Regions from separate parts of the Sus scrofa genome. Here region 1 is linked to region 2. The links are chromatin contacts, called in public Hi-C maps. All regions are on one chromosome and are shown on one strand. The core of a region is the stretch at or near the end of the contact, and the rest is flanking DNA. Distances in the headings are between cores, read along the strand shown. Region 1 holds the start of LEKR1 (leucine-, glutamate- and lysine-rich protein 1). Region 2 overlaps TIPARP (TCDD-inducible poly [ADP-ribose] polymerase).

Evidence for each region. Hi-C and Micro-C count contacts between places; a contact is called where the count stands out from the background.
Region 1: a contact with region 2 is called in a Hi-C map of embryonic fibroblasts, with 4 times the contacts expected there. The contact joins the promoter of LEKR1 here to the enhancer-like site in region 2. A contact is called at or near these places in 3 of 5 promoter capture datasets (fetal liver, fetal skeletal muscle and liver), 27 of 47 Hi-C or Micro-C datasets (adipocytes, alveolar macrophages, blood and 16 more) and 2 of 2 datasets of contacts at active chromatin or transcription factors (alveolar macrophages and skeletal muscle).

Annotation. Positions count from the first base shown.
Region 1 is chr13:96,639,448-96,645,585 of Sscrofa11.1, reverse strand. LEKR1 (leucine-, glutamate- and lysine-rich protein 1) reads right to left here and starts at 4,524. Exons shown (of 14, transcript XM_021069706.1): 1 at 1,669-4,524.
Region 2 is chr13:96,498,844-96,504,652 of Sscrofa11.1, reverse strand. It overlaps TIPARP (TCDD-inducible poly [ADP-ribose] polymerase), which reads right to left. Exons shown (of 6, transcript XM_005669945.3): 2 at 4,141-5,096. The coding sequence starts at 5,057. Among named protein-coding and RNA genes, the nearest start is that of TIPARP, 5.4 kb to the right of the region's middle. Within about 2 kb of position 2,127, at least 17 of the 83 cell types and tissues checked have an H3K27ac peak or open chromatin away from gene starts, as enhancers often do. A contact at or near this core is called in alveolar macrophages, embryonic fibroblasts and fetal skeletal muscle, where this site is marked.

The DNA.
Region 1 (6,138 bases), core at 3,275-5,774, 140 kb before region 2:
CAAAGACTCAGCTCAGATCTGGGGATGCTGTGGCTGTGGCGTAGCTGTCAGCTCCAGCTCCGATTTGACTCTAGTCTGGGAGCTTACATTTGCAGTGGGTTCAGCCCCAAACAAAAGATTTAGGTTAACTCATTCATTCAGCTCAGATCTGGCCTTGCTAGGCTGGCAGCTGCAGCTCCCTTAGCTCAGGAATGTCCATGTGTTCCAGGTGAAAAAGAAAGAGAGGGAGAGAGAGGGAAGGAGAGAGAGAGAAAGAAAGAACGAAAGAAAGAAAGGAAGGAAAAGATGGATGCCAGGAAATGACTGTTTAGCACACCCTGAGTTATGTACCAATCCCTTGACCAAATCACTGAAGTCAGGAGTCGTCAGGTACGTGCCTCAAGACCAATTGTGGCTACTAGGGAGGCAAAGACACACATGATGACACCTCCCTTTCTAATTACATGTCTAGAAGAGGAGAGGCAGAAGCAGAATCAAGGAGAAGGGGCAGTTCAGTCCCAGAAGAAGAGAAGAGTGCTAGGCAGACCAATAAACATTCCTACATGCACAAGTGTGAATCTGAATTAGCTGGGAGAACATTTTAAACTTGCACAGTCAATTTTGCTCTCTTTGCACATGTGGTAAATGGAGAGATAAACAGGTATATTTTGAAAGCTTTCTGGGAGTTTATGGTAGGTATCCTAACCTAGGAGAATCCCTCTTCTGTTTTATTTGTATTACAAATGTGTGTGTATGATACTAGGCACCACAGGTCCAAGGGTAATAATAGGAAAATAGATAAGGGCATAGATCCATCAACTCAAACTTTAAAAAGAGCTAACGTAGAATTTTCAGAATTTTTCAATCGACTGGAGTGGTTCGGTGTGTTAAACTGTCTTGCTATTAATATTTTTGTCTTGCCCTCTAAATTTAATCTACATCTCAATTATATAAAGAGATATCTTAAAAACAAAACAAAAAACACTTTCCCCAAAATGTTCTTGAGAAGGAACTTGGGTTATGGCGTCCTATAAAGTCACTTTTTCTTTTAAAAAAAAATGTCCTTGGGATTCTTGAATTGCCATATAAGAGAGGTCTCTCCAGTTAGCATGCCAGGGAAACCAGGCACTTATTTTAAAATAAAATACTGGAAAGAACGCTTCTAGGAGGAATGACAGTTTGCACAGCATCAGGACTCTGCACATTAATCTTTGTGCAGAATGCACAAAACTTTCGTCCCAAAACCTCCGTGCTTGCTCTGGTTCCTTCCTGTGTAAGCCTGGCGCATGAACCGCACCTGTGTGCTGTGACTCTTAATGCAAAGCTTTCCTTGGAAAGTTTCTCCGGAACGACAGTTTATTGATGGAGCAGCTCTGGTTCCCGGTTCGTTTAATACATCCTGTCTTGAACGGGTTTTATTACTGAATGTTACCCATGTCCCGATAACAAGAAGACGCCCTGTCCTCCACGGTGAACTCACTCCCTGTCCTAGAAATATAGCGTGACTGCCCTCCCCGCAGCGGTTATAAAAGTGGAAACCGGGCGCCGCCCTCCAGCACCTGCACTCCGGCCCCGCGGCAGCGGCGGCGGGCCAGGCTGGGAGGGCTGCCCCAGGCCACGAAGTGCGTGCGGCCGCCGAGCGGCGGGTCACGCAACCCCCGGGCCCGCCCCTGCCGCCTCTGAGCTCACCCGGGCTTCCGCCTCGCGTGCCGACCCGGCTGCTTAATCCCGAGAGGAATCCTTGATTCCGCCCAGCCCCAGCCGCCGAGTTGAGCCTCAAAGGCTGACGCCCTCATTTTAACGCCGAAAAGTGCCCAGCTCCCCTGCTGTAACAGCAAAGAGCTCGGGCGGCGGGGCAAAGAATCGGTCTTGCCTCGCGGACCATTCTCGGCTTCTCGCGCGGTCCCGGCGCTTGACCGCAGCCTGCTCTGCTCGGGCGTTCGGTCGGAAGCCACTGCGGTGTTACGCGGAGGGAGGCGCGGGGAAGGGGCGCGCGCAGGGGGGGATGTCCCGCCTGCCGGGAATCCGGCGCGCGCGGGCGCAAGGAGGCGAGCGGCGTTGCTGGGCGACTGACCCCAGCGACCCTGCGTCCTCCCGACTCTGGAGGAGGGCTGGGGGTGGTGGCAGCTGTGCGTCAGGGGGCGATGAGGGGCAGAGCATGCCGAGGCCGGAAGGGACGAAGGCCACCGCTTGGGAGGTCAGGTTATTAGCTGACGTCCGGAGGCCGGTTTCTCGCAGCCTGAAGACGGCGGGGTGGTGACAAGCAGCTGAGCTTTCTGCACCGCTGGCCTCAGAGGGGCGGCCGCGCGCGTCCGCACGAAGGCTTCGGGGTGGGCGCGCCGGCTGCCCCGGCGCCTCTCACGCTACGCCGCGTGCAGCCGAGGCAGCGCGTGTCGTGACGAGCGGCGATGAGATCAGTCAGTTACCACAGAGGCGGGGCTGGGAAGTGTAGCCTGTCACGCAGCCGGCTTGGTCGCGCCAGCTCCAGCAGAGGGGGCTGGGGGTGAATCAGCCCCTTTCAAGGGGGCGGGGAGCCAAAGGAGAAAATCATAGAAAGTGCAGCTTGCACAGTTAGGGGGCTGGATTCAATGAGCAGACCGGTTTGCGAGGCGCGCACTGAAAATGACCTCTGTGGATCAGTGTCTAATTCTGTGCCCAGTAGGAAACTGTCTAAAAACCACTGTTACATGGAACTCAAAGATCGTTAAAATGTGCCCTTAATTTGTTTATATTACTTCGTTTAACAGGCAGTGCACAGGGCTTGCATATGCGTGCATGAAATTTAATTTATACAGTCAAGTCTGGAGGCATGGTTTGGCAAGAACAATCACTGTGAATACAGATGAGAGCCGGTACAAAGAGTATGATTACTTAAAAGGACAAATGAACTGAGGGAAAAAAAATTCAGACCATGACACAAGGAAGCTATTACATTCATCTTTTCATGGTCTTGAACATCTTGTACCAACTCAGCTGTAATACACAGCGGAAACTTCTAATTAGACACAGAAAACACAGCTATTTAGCCGCACCAGGCAAATATTAAAAAAAAAAAAGGCCTTAGAGACATGTGATTAACATCCATAACTTAAGAATGAGAAGTATATCTTTAAATTTTTTTGTATTTCAGTCATTTCCTTAGTATGCATGTGACACACTAGTAGGTATGCCACTATGAAACAGGATTAATTACCATGTGCAGAAAAATCTCTGCTCTAAATTTTAAATATTATGAGAATTTTTAACAGATTGTAATATTCATATGATGCAGTAAGGAAATAGGGACTTGAGCCTAAGTGGCTAGCAAACTGCATCAAATGAATTTTTGAATGAAGGAAGGAATGAGTGAGTGAATGAATGAATGTGTAGGCAATACTCTAATGGTTAGAGCTGGGAAGGAAATTTTCATGAGTAAATAATGCAGCCCTGCCACTGACTCACATGTGATCCAGCTATAATGGAAATATGTTACAGCATACCTACTTCACCAGAGGTGTGGAGGACTATTCCTTACTCACCAAAGGTGTTCTGAGATCTTTGGAGGAAGATGATACATTCAAATATTATAAATAATACACTGTTATGACAACCCATGTATAAAATTTAAAAAGCATAAAATAATGTTTAAATACAACTATGCCACAATTTTTTTTTTGTTTGTCTATCAAGTACTGTATCAAGTACAGTTTGGAAAGCTGCATCCTTACATAAAAACATTTGGCTTAGAGGCGTTTTATTGCCAGTTGACAAATAGCTCATGATGTGCAATGGAAGTTTTAAATAATTGGTATTTGAGTAGTATTTATAGTGATGGTATTTTGTAAGAAAGCTGAGACCTATTGCCTATGAAGTGCTTAAAAGAAAAGTAGTTTTTGATGACTAATTTGATCTATGGAATCTTGAAAGCAAGAGAACATCTTGGTGTATTTCCAGATGCTCAATGACTGACAGTCTAGGATTAGAGTTTCATTTAATGTATGTCAGGCATTGTTCTAGGTGTTGGGGATAGAGCAGTGATCAGACAAAACTGATTACTTAATGTTTAATTTTCTTGCCTCTATTTAAGTGCAGACCACCTCAGGAATAGTGATATAGTACATACATCTCCGTGTAAATGTAAAAACTGCTCCTTGTCTCAGCTTTTAGAAGTGATCCCCTGAGAGGGAAAAGAAGTCACCACAGAGTGGTAAGTGATTTTGACTTGATTCAGAAGGCTTCTTTTATTTAGAAAGTCATAAGACAAAACTACCCATTACTCCCTGTTTCCCATTATTCTCCTTATTAAAGTTGCCCTCATGTTTCTTAATGTCTTCTGCCATCATTGGAAGGCTCTCATACCCTTTCTGCCCAGACGCTGTACACTTGTGCAGTTTGTTGGCCACATAATAGTGCCTGGCAGAGGAGGTGGGTAAGCATTGAACTCTTGGACTCCAGCCCCAGTTTCACATGCTAAGATATATGCCATCCATCCACCTGAGGAAGAGGTGTTTTTTTGTTTGTTTGTTTCCTTTTTACAGCTGCACCTGCAGCATATGGAAGTTCCTGGGCTAGGGGTCGAATCCTATACCACTGCCATGGCAACACTGGATCCAAGTCACATCTGCAATCTACGCCACAGCTTTCGGTAACACCAGATTCTTAACCCACTGAGTGAGGCCAGGGTTCAAATCCACATCCTCACGGACACTGTGTCAGGTTCTTAACCCACTGGGCCACAATGACAACTCCAAGGTGTCTTTTTTTTATAATTTGAACAAAGCACTATTCAGGGTAGGGGCTCACTGTTCTTCAGAGTTGTCAGGCACCTAGGTCCTATCTGCCCCTTGATGTGTGTTTTCATGTTGAATTTAATAGCACTGCTCTGTTATGAGTTGCAAGACAGGGAGCGTTGGGGGATGGGGAGAAGCCAAGGCTGAAGGAGAAATGAACCAACCTCTGTCTGCTTCCAAGATGTCCAATTACTATCTAGATCAACGAAGACTAGCTGGGGCATGAGGCCATATGAAATATTCTGCAGCAAAACAGAAGCAATGCTGGAGCAGCAACCTGCCTTTTCCATTTTAGCGAACTGGAAGAACTGTCAGCTCACAACAGGTTGACTCACTATTGCATTGTGACTGGAGAACATGATACCATCAGACAAAATGGTTGAACCTTTTGGCTGAGCTCATTTGTAGGAGTTGATATCAGATGGTTTGATACACAATATATGACCCGCTGAACACGCTGAACAGGCGATATCCTTGGTATTAAAGCAGTTTTCCTTTACCCTGTTGCTAACTTCTCTGTGGCCTATTGATGTTATGTCATGTTGCAAACAATCAGTGATAGAGACTGCAGTCTAGATGTAGTGACCTGATTAGTCCAAACTCCTGCAGGAAGACGTGCAAATAGATAAGCCTCAACAGGACCTGAAGAACCATGTGGTTTTGAAATCCTGGGTGGATGGGCCCCACCCTGTATACACCTTAAATCTGCTGGTGCTTTGAACGTATAATTATTGCTCAACAACTCCTGGGACGAGTTAATTAGATCTTTGTATGATTTGATTATAATTAACTTACTAAAATGTGCACATGTGTGCATAATATAGATGTATTTTTAAGATGTGGAATTAATATCACATAAGGGCAAAAAAATAACCCAGCAGCATTAATATCTTTTAAAATATAGTCTCTTCCTTATAACTGTTAAGCAAATATTTTGTAGTTTAACATATAAGCCTAAAGCAAATGCAGCATATGAAGGAATGATTACTCAGTTTATCATTTCACTCATCAGATAAAGATTCCTGTGGTATTTCTTAAATTAATTAGTGATTATTATTTACAAAGTCCTTTAGAGAGTATTGCCTTCAATTTTATGTAGTTTCAAAGTGGGGGAACAAAGAGATTAAGGAAAATATTCCATAAATCTTAAACCTACCAAAGAACTAAAGCAATTATAGAACTTTACAGACAGAAGACACCTGGCAAATATAATTATTATAAACTAGTTAATATAATTCCTGATCTGAGATAATAAGTATAGCATGCAGGATTATTTCCTGTTTGAGGACAGAAACTGCTTCTGGTTGATATTTGCTTTGCTAGTACCACCCAATAAATGGTGATGATTGAATGAATCAGTTAATGAATAAGTATAAGAGACAAGCCAAAG
Region 2 (5,809 bases), core at 878-3,377:
TCTAATCTGCTTACTGACAAAACCAAAAAAGGAATAAATGAATGATTGCTATTGATTCCCATGACAGCTCTACACAGACCCACTGACTTCCCTGGATTAGTATAGACAGAAGCCAATTAGTTTTATTTCATATGTAAATAGCATCATAAAGAGGTACAAAAAATAATTCATTGGATTGCTTCATTCTAAAGCACAAGACACACATTTTGAAAGTCACTTCAAACAGTTCTCTGCTTATGGAGCTCTCTCTTTCTCTTAGGCAGGAATTTTTAAAATAAATTCAAACTCATCCAGCTGTGTATATTCAAGAAATACCAAAAAGTCACAAGGCATAGTAAGTTTCAGCTGTTCTCCTCTCTCCAGTGTTATCAATAACACATAATGAGTTAGTTCATACATCATCACAGCTGTGCAGGCCAGAGCTAACTTGGCTAATTTAACTATTCCAGTAGAGTTCAGTCAGGAGCTTGCTCTAAGACAATCCACTCTGCAAGTCATATAGAGAAGAATAGTACATGCTCTTTATTATCACTAATATGGAATTCTACTTGTCTTCTTTCAGAGCAGCTGTGAAGTCTTCTAATGGTATTGTCCCTTGGACAGTTTTTTAAAAAACAAAAACAAATTTCTAAGAGGAATTACCAATCAAAATCACTCAAAACTAATGAACTAAGACTATAACAACACTCTAGGCTTAAGCCATGGCAAGTAAAAATCTTTTCATCAATAACTTTTAATTCTAAAGAGGGCAATACAGTCTTCTGAGAAAAAAAACCATCGAGTCAAATTTTGCAACTTTCTTCTTCACTGCCCCCCTTTTCAAGAAATTCAGAATTAGAAAATAAAACCGGTCATATTTTCACCTTTAGATTACCTCCAGAATAAGGTCAACACAGTGACTCTTCCTTATGGATGGATAAAAACTAGAAGACTGTTCTGGCACACTTTCAAATTAATGTAATGTGAAAACCAATGGTGATCTCAGTTGCTAAAGGGAAATATGCACATTGTCCACAATTTGAATTATCCACAATAGTATCCCGCAGGTTAGTGAGACTCTTTTAAAACTGCTTAGTCCAGCCATTTAGTATCATTTTCCACGAAGGATGAGTGCCGAAACTATTAAGAGACTATGTTTTCTCAATCGAAAACACAACATTGGATGTTGTTTTCTTAACTGCATATTTGTAATTTGGAAATTCTCCAAAGCCCATCCTGTGTGCAAAAGAAGCCTCAACATCTAAAAATGGGGAGTTCTTACATACAACTTGTTTCCATTTGATGTTGGCAATTAACATTTGAAGACATACAAAAGCAGTAATCGAGCAAGATGGGATAATATCAAAATTTGAGGTGAAGGCACAATTGGAAAATAATTAAAATAATTTCATTATAATGAGCCAAATGAGCATTTTTATTTTTGTCTTTTTAGAGCCGAACCTGCAGCATATGGAAATTCCCAGGACAGGGGTCAAATTGGAGCTGTAGCTGCCAGCCTACATCACAACCACAACAATACCAGATCTGCAATCTACACCCTAGCTCACAGCAACACCAACTGAGTGAGGCCAGGGATCTAACCCGCATCCTCATGGATACTAGTCGGGTTCGTTACCGCTGGGCCACAACGGGAACTCCAATGAGCATTTTTATTATTGAAATCCTCTTTTACATGTGTTTTTAGTATCTAAGCATCTTGACTAAAGAGTTGGAAGGGACCTGTGAACTTATCTGGCACAACTTTCTCTTCACTCATTCTTTGAGAATAAAATGAACATTGCACACCTAACCTGGATTAATTTAAATGTTAAATCCATTTTCAAAACAAAGAATTTTATCTATACAGTTTGAAACTATGAACTTCTATGCTAGAAACTCAGAACTATGAACTTTCCCCAAGTTCCACACAATGAACTATTATGGGTATAGCATATAATAATGATTCACCAAGTCATATACACTGCTGAAAACAAGTGGGATAAACAACTGCCATTCATTATTCCTGAATCCAAAGACTGCTGGATTTGACTTGGGCATATACACAGCTGAACACACACTTCCTGGTTATGTGCAATCTGCACAGATAGACCAGCTTTACAGGCCTGACCACAGAGATTAATAGCTTTAGCCAAATAATGTGGTAACCATGTGAACCTGGGCTGCTCCAGCTTGTTTGTGAATCTCTCAGCAAGGCTCAACATGCCGTTATCTGCATCTTGTTGCCAGGAAACACAACATCGCTTTGGAATACAAGGAAAACCAGGTTGTACTGACCACAGGTCAACTTTCCAAAAGCCTGATTTTTGACACTTAGGTATCTACAATCTTTTAACATTTCTTACTGTACTCCATGGAGAACTTCACTTTACTAGTAATTAACTGTTAATAGTTTTTGCTATTTTTATAGGGACAGGACCACTTACTACCATTAACAATGTAGCAGCAGCAATAATAATTATAATTCACTCATACTTTTCCTCTCAAGTGTCAAATAAACATTACTTCACCTCATTAAAGCTCATTTGGAAATCAAGCACTCACTGCAACTACTTTATAACTGATCCAACAATGCATATGTCTGTTCTTCAGCAAAGAAATTTTACCAATGGATAACATACTCAATATGCTGCTGTCTTAAAGAGTTCCTGCATTTTCCAGAATCAAAATACCTGTATTGCCTTGCTCGTGGTAACAGAACATAATGTGTTGGACAATAATCCTGCTAGTTTCTTCCTGACCAATTCAAACAGATAGAAACTTAATGTACCAAGATGCTGAAGTACTCAGCAGATTGGAAATTTGTTTCCTAGGAGTGAAGTGGGAGGTCACTGTTCTGAACAGTTTTGCAGTCTGGAGATGGAAGGATTACAGTGGCTTTGAAAGTATATAAAATTAATTACCCCTGACAAACCAATTAGAGTTGCTAGTTCAAGAGCAACAGAGATTTTGGACAATACCTTATTAAAAAGATTTTTTTAAGATAAAATGGAAAACATTTTTCTCTTCCAATGCTTGCTTTTAAAAAAAAGTCAAAAGTACTGAGCTTTATCTAAGAATTTTGCTACCCAAACAAGATAATGTCTTGAACGCATTATATTATCAAGTGAATACGTTTATGACCAGGAAAACTACATTCTGGATATACACCTTACATCTATCTCAAGAGGTCTTCTATACAATGACGACTTTGAACTTGGGCTTTACATTATTTCTCACCTTATTCCATACATTGCTTTTGAAATAGAAGATGCAAAGTTCTAATCTCATGATTTAAGTTGCTAAAAAGATATTTTCTCCATTTTCAAGTTCATTAAAGAACTCAGATGTGGAAATTTCAATTCCCTATTAATGCATAAAGCTTAGACATCCATACTAAAAGAACCAAATTATTTATATACGTCTTGCCTACAAAAACATGAAGGTAACTGTTTTTTTAATGTAAATTACAAACAAAAATGTCCATTAACATAAATCTTCCCTTCATTCATTATTAAAAGACTCAAGTTTAAAAAATACCCTGAGTTGTGGAACAATTTATTTTATCTGTAAGATAAACAGAATAATAAAATCTATGGTAAAAAGCTTTAAGATAACTTGATGCAAGGTATAACATGTTTGGGTATGATTCAGAAGTTCAGGAGGAATTCCGGAATCATTCACAGAAAAATTGCTCGGATCATTCAAAATGAAAGCAGGGCCACAAGAATGTCCAAATAATACTATTTTCCTTTAAAAAAATAGCAGCTACTCAATTAGCAAAACTTTAAAATTAGATAAATTAGGCATTTGTAATTTATAAGATCTTCCATGGATTTTCTTTCAAGAGCAGGCTCTCCTATATGATTAAAATAATGTTTGATTCACAACACTCAATGTACATGCAACTTTTCAGTCACACACATATTGCACAGAGTGATACATGAATTGTTCAAATAATAAAACCTTCACTGTCTGGTTAGATAAATAGCCTGCATTCAACTACCATGCAAAATCAGGATAGCATGCAGCCTAAAGAATAACAGTAGAAAAAAAGAATAAAATCTGTTAGATGACTACTGAAGAAGCCACCCTACAAAGCTTTTAGCCTCTTTATCTCCTCTATAGGACTTAACAGTTAGTAAAGTAGTTATAAATACATACCCATACTTCATTCTCATTCTATCATTCTCTGGGTTACAGTAAAATCTTTCCAAGTGCTCCTGAGAATCATTGGATACACTCTGCCATTTTTGAGTAGTTGTCCTCTTGATCTGCCAATGATATGGCAAGACCGTGTGGTGCTTCAAACAATCCCTGCCATAAATACAAGTGCCTTGCAAAAAGTCCATGCAAATTTCAATTCCATTCTCTTGGTGAGTGTGGTACTGTAGCTGGTTCACCAGCTCAAACACAAGGTCAAGGGAGGCCTCTTCACTTTTGTCCTGAAAGAGCTCGGTACTCAACTTATCACTGGTGTCCAAAATGTACTGGATTGTAAAACTGTTATCTTGGAAAACCCCTGGAACGTAATCCATGACTTTGTCTATGCAGTCAGGACTAGTAGGAACATCACTTGAAACTGGGTGCAAAAGGTCAGTCTGGAAGTGCCCTGCTGTAGAATCTGCCACTGTCCCACTGATGGCTTCTGGTGGAAAGCTATGATCCTGGATTGGAACCACTTGTTCTGGAGCATCAGTGGGAGGATGGGCTTCTGTTATTTGGCCCCCAACATTTGTCCCATCAGGAATCAGGACAGACATATTGTTTTCTGCTGGTGGACACGATGGATTGATTTCCAAGGGTTTTTTCACCATAGGTTCATGTAAGCCGCTCTCATCTGTACTCTGGTTTCTAGATCTAAAAACCCCATCAAGCGAGCCAGATTCTAGCAGGGTGTTTAATATTGGCCTCAAAGACCTCAAGGTTCCAGTTCCTAATCTCTTCTGATCCTTCTTCTTAAAACAAGTCTTCAATGGAGTGATCTTCTCAGAAAGTCTCATTTGGCATGAAAAGTCATCAGGAGGAGAGGGAGGCTGCACCACACAGTCTGGCTCAGGTTCGGTGGTTTCCATTTCCATGATGTGGATTAGCTCCAACTGCTCTTCAGTCTAAAAATCCTACCGGGAAAGGAAAGAAGATGATCATTTACAAGCTGACAATACCCGAATCCTCTTCATTCATCAACATGTTTTGTTTTAGTCTCCAAGTCCCTGAAATCATTCCTCTTATACTATATTTCATCTTTACAGGTCAGTTTTAAATTTTATTGAGAAGTCAAGGTTCCAAAGCAGCCAAGGTTATTCAAAAGCCCACACAGGTAAAGGCAAAAGCAAGAGCCTCTTCCAGTAGGCTCTTGACTTTTACTTGTGGACTTAATATCAATGATGTGTGATTCTACTGGGATATGAATTTTTACAGTAAGTCTAGGGCAGGGTGGGAAATGAGGGATAGAAATAAGCATATCTGATGATAGCAGGGAAACCACATCTCCACTGCTGTGTGGTTCTCTTCGTAGTTGTTTGTGTCGCCTAACTCCTGAAGAAACAAAAAGTATTCCTTTTTTTTTTTTTTTAAAGTTCTTCAAATGCAGGAAAAACTTCAAAGTTATTTATGAGTGAATTTGAGGTGTGAGGATATATACTTAGGAAACAGGGGCTCTCAATTGAAATGTTACATGGGAGAAAGCCAGGAGCCTGGTGAAGCATTTCTAGATTCAGAAAGTTCCAATACATTCCGCAACAATGATAAGGTTCTACTTTTGCAATACCCAAAACATCACTGCTACTGGAGGAAGAATACCAAGGCTTGTTTAGCAACAGAAGCTATATCA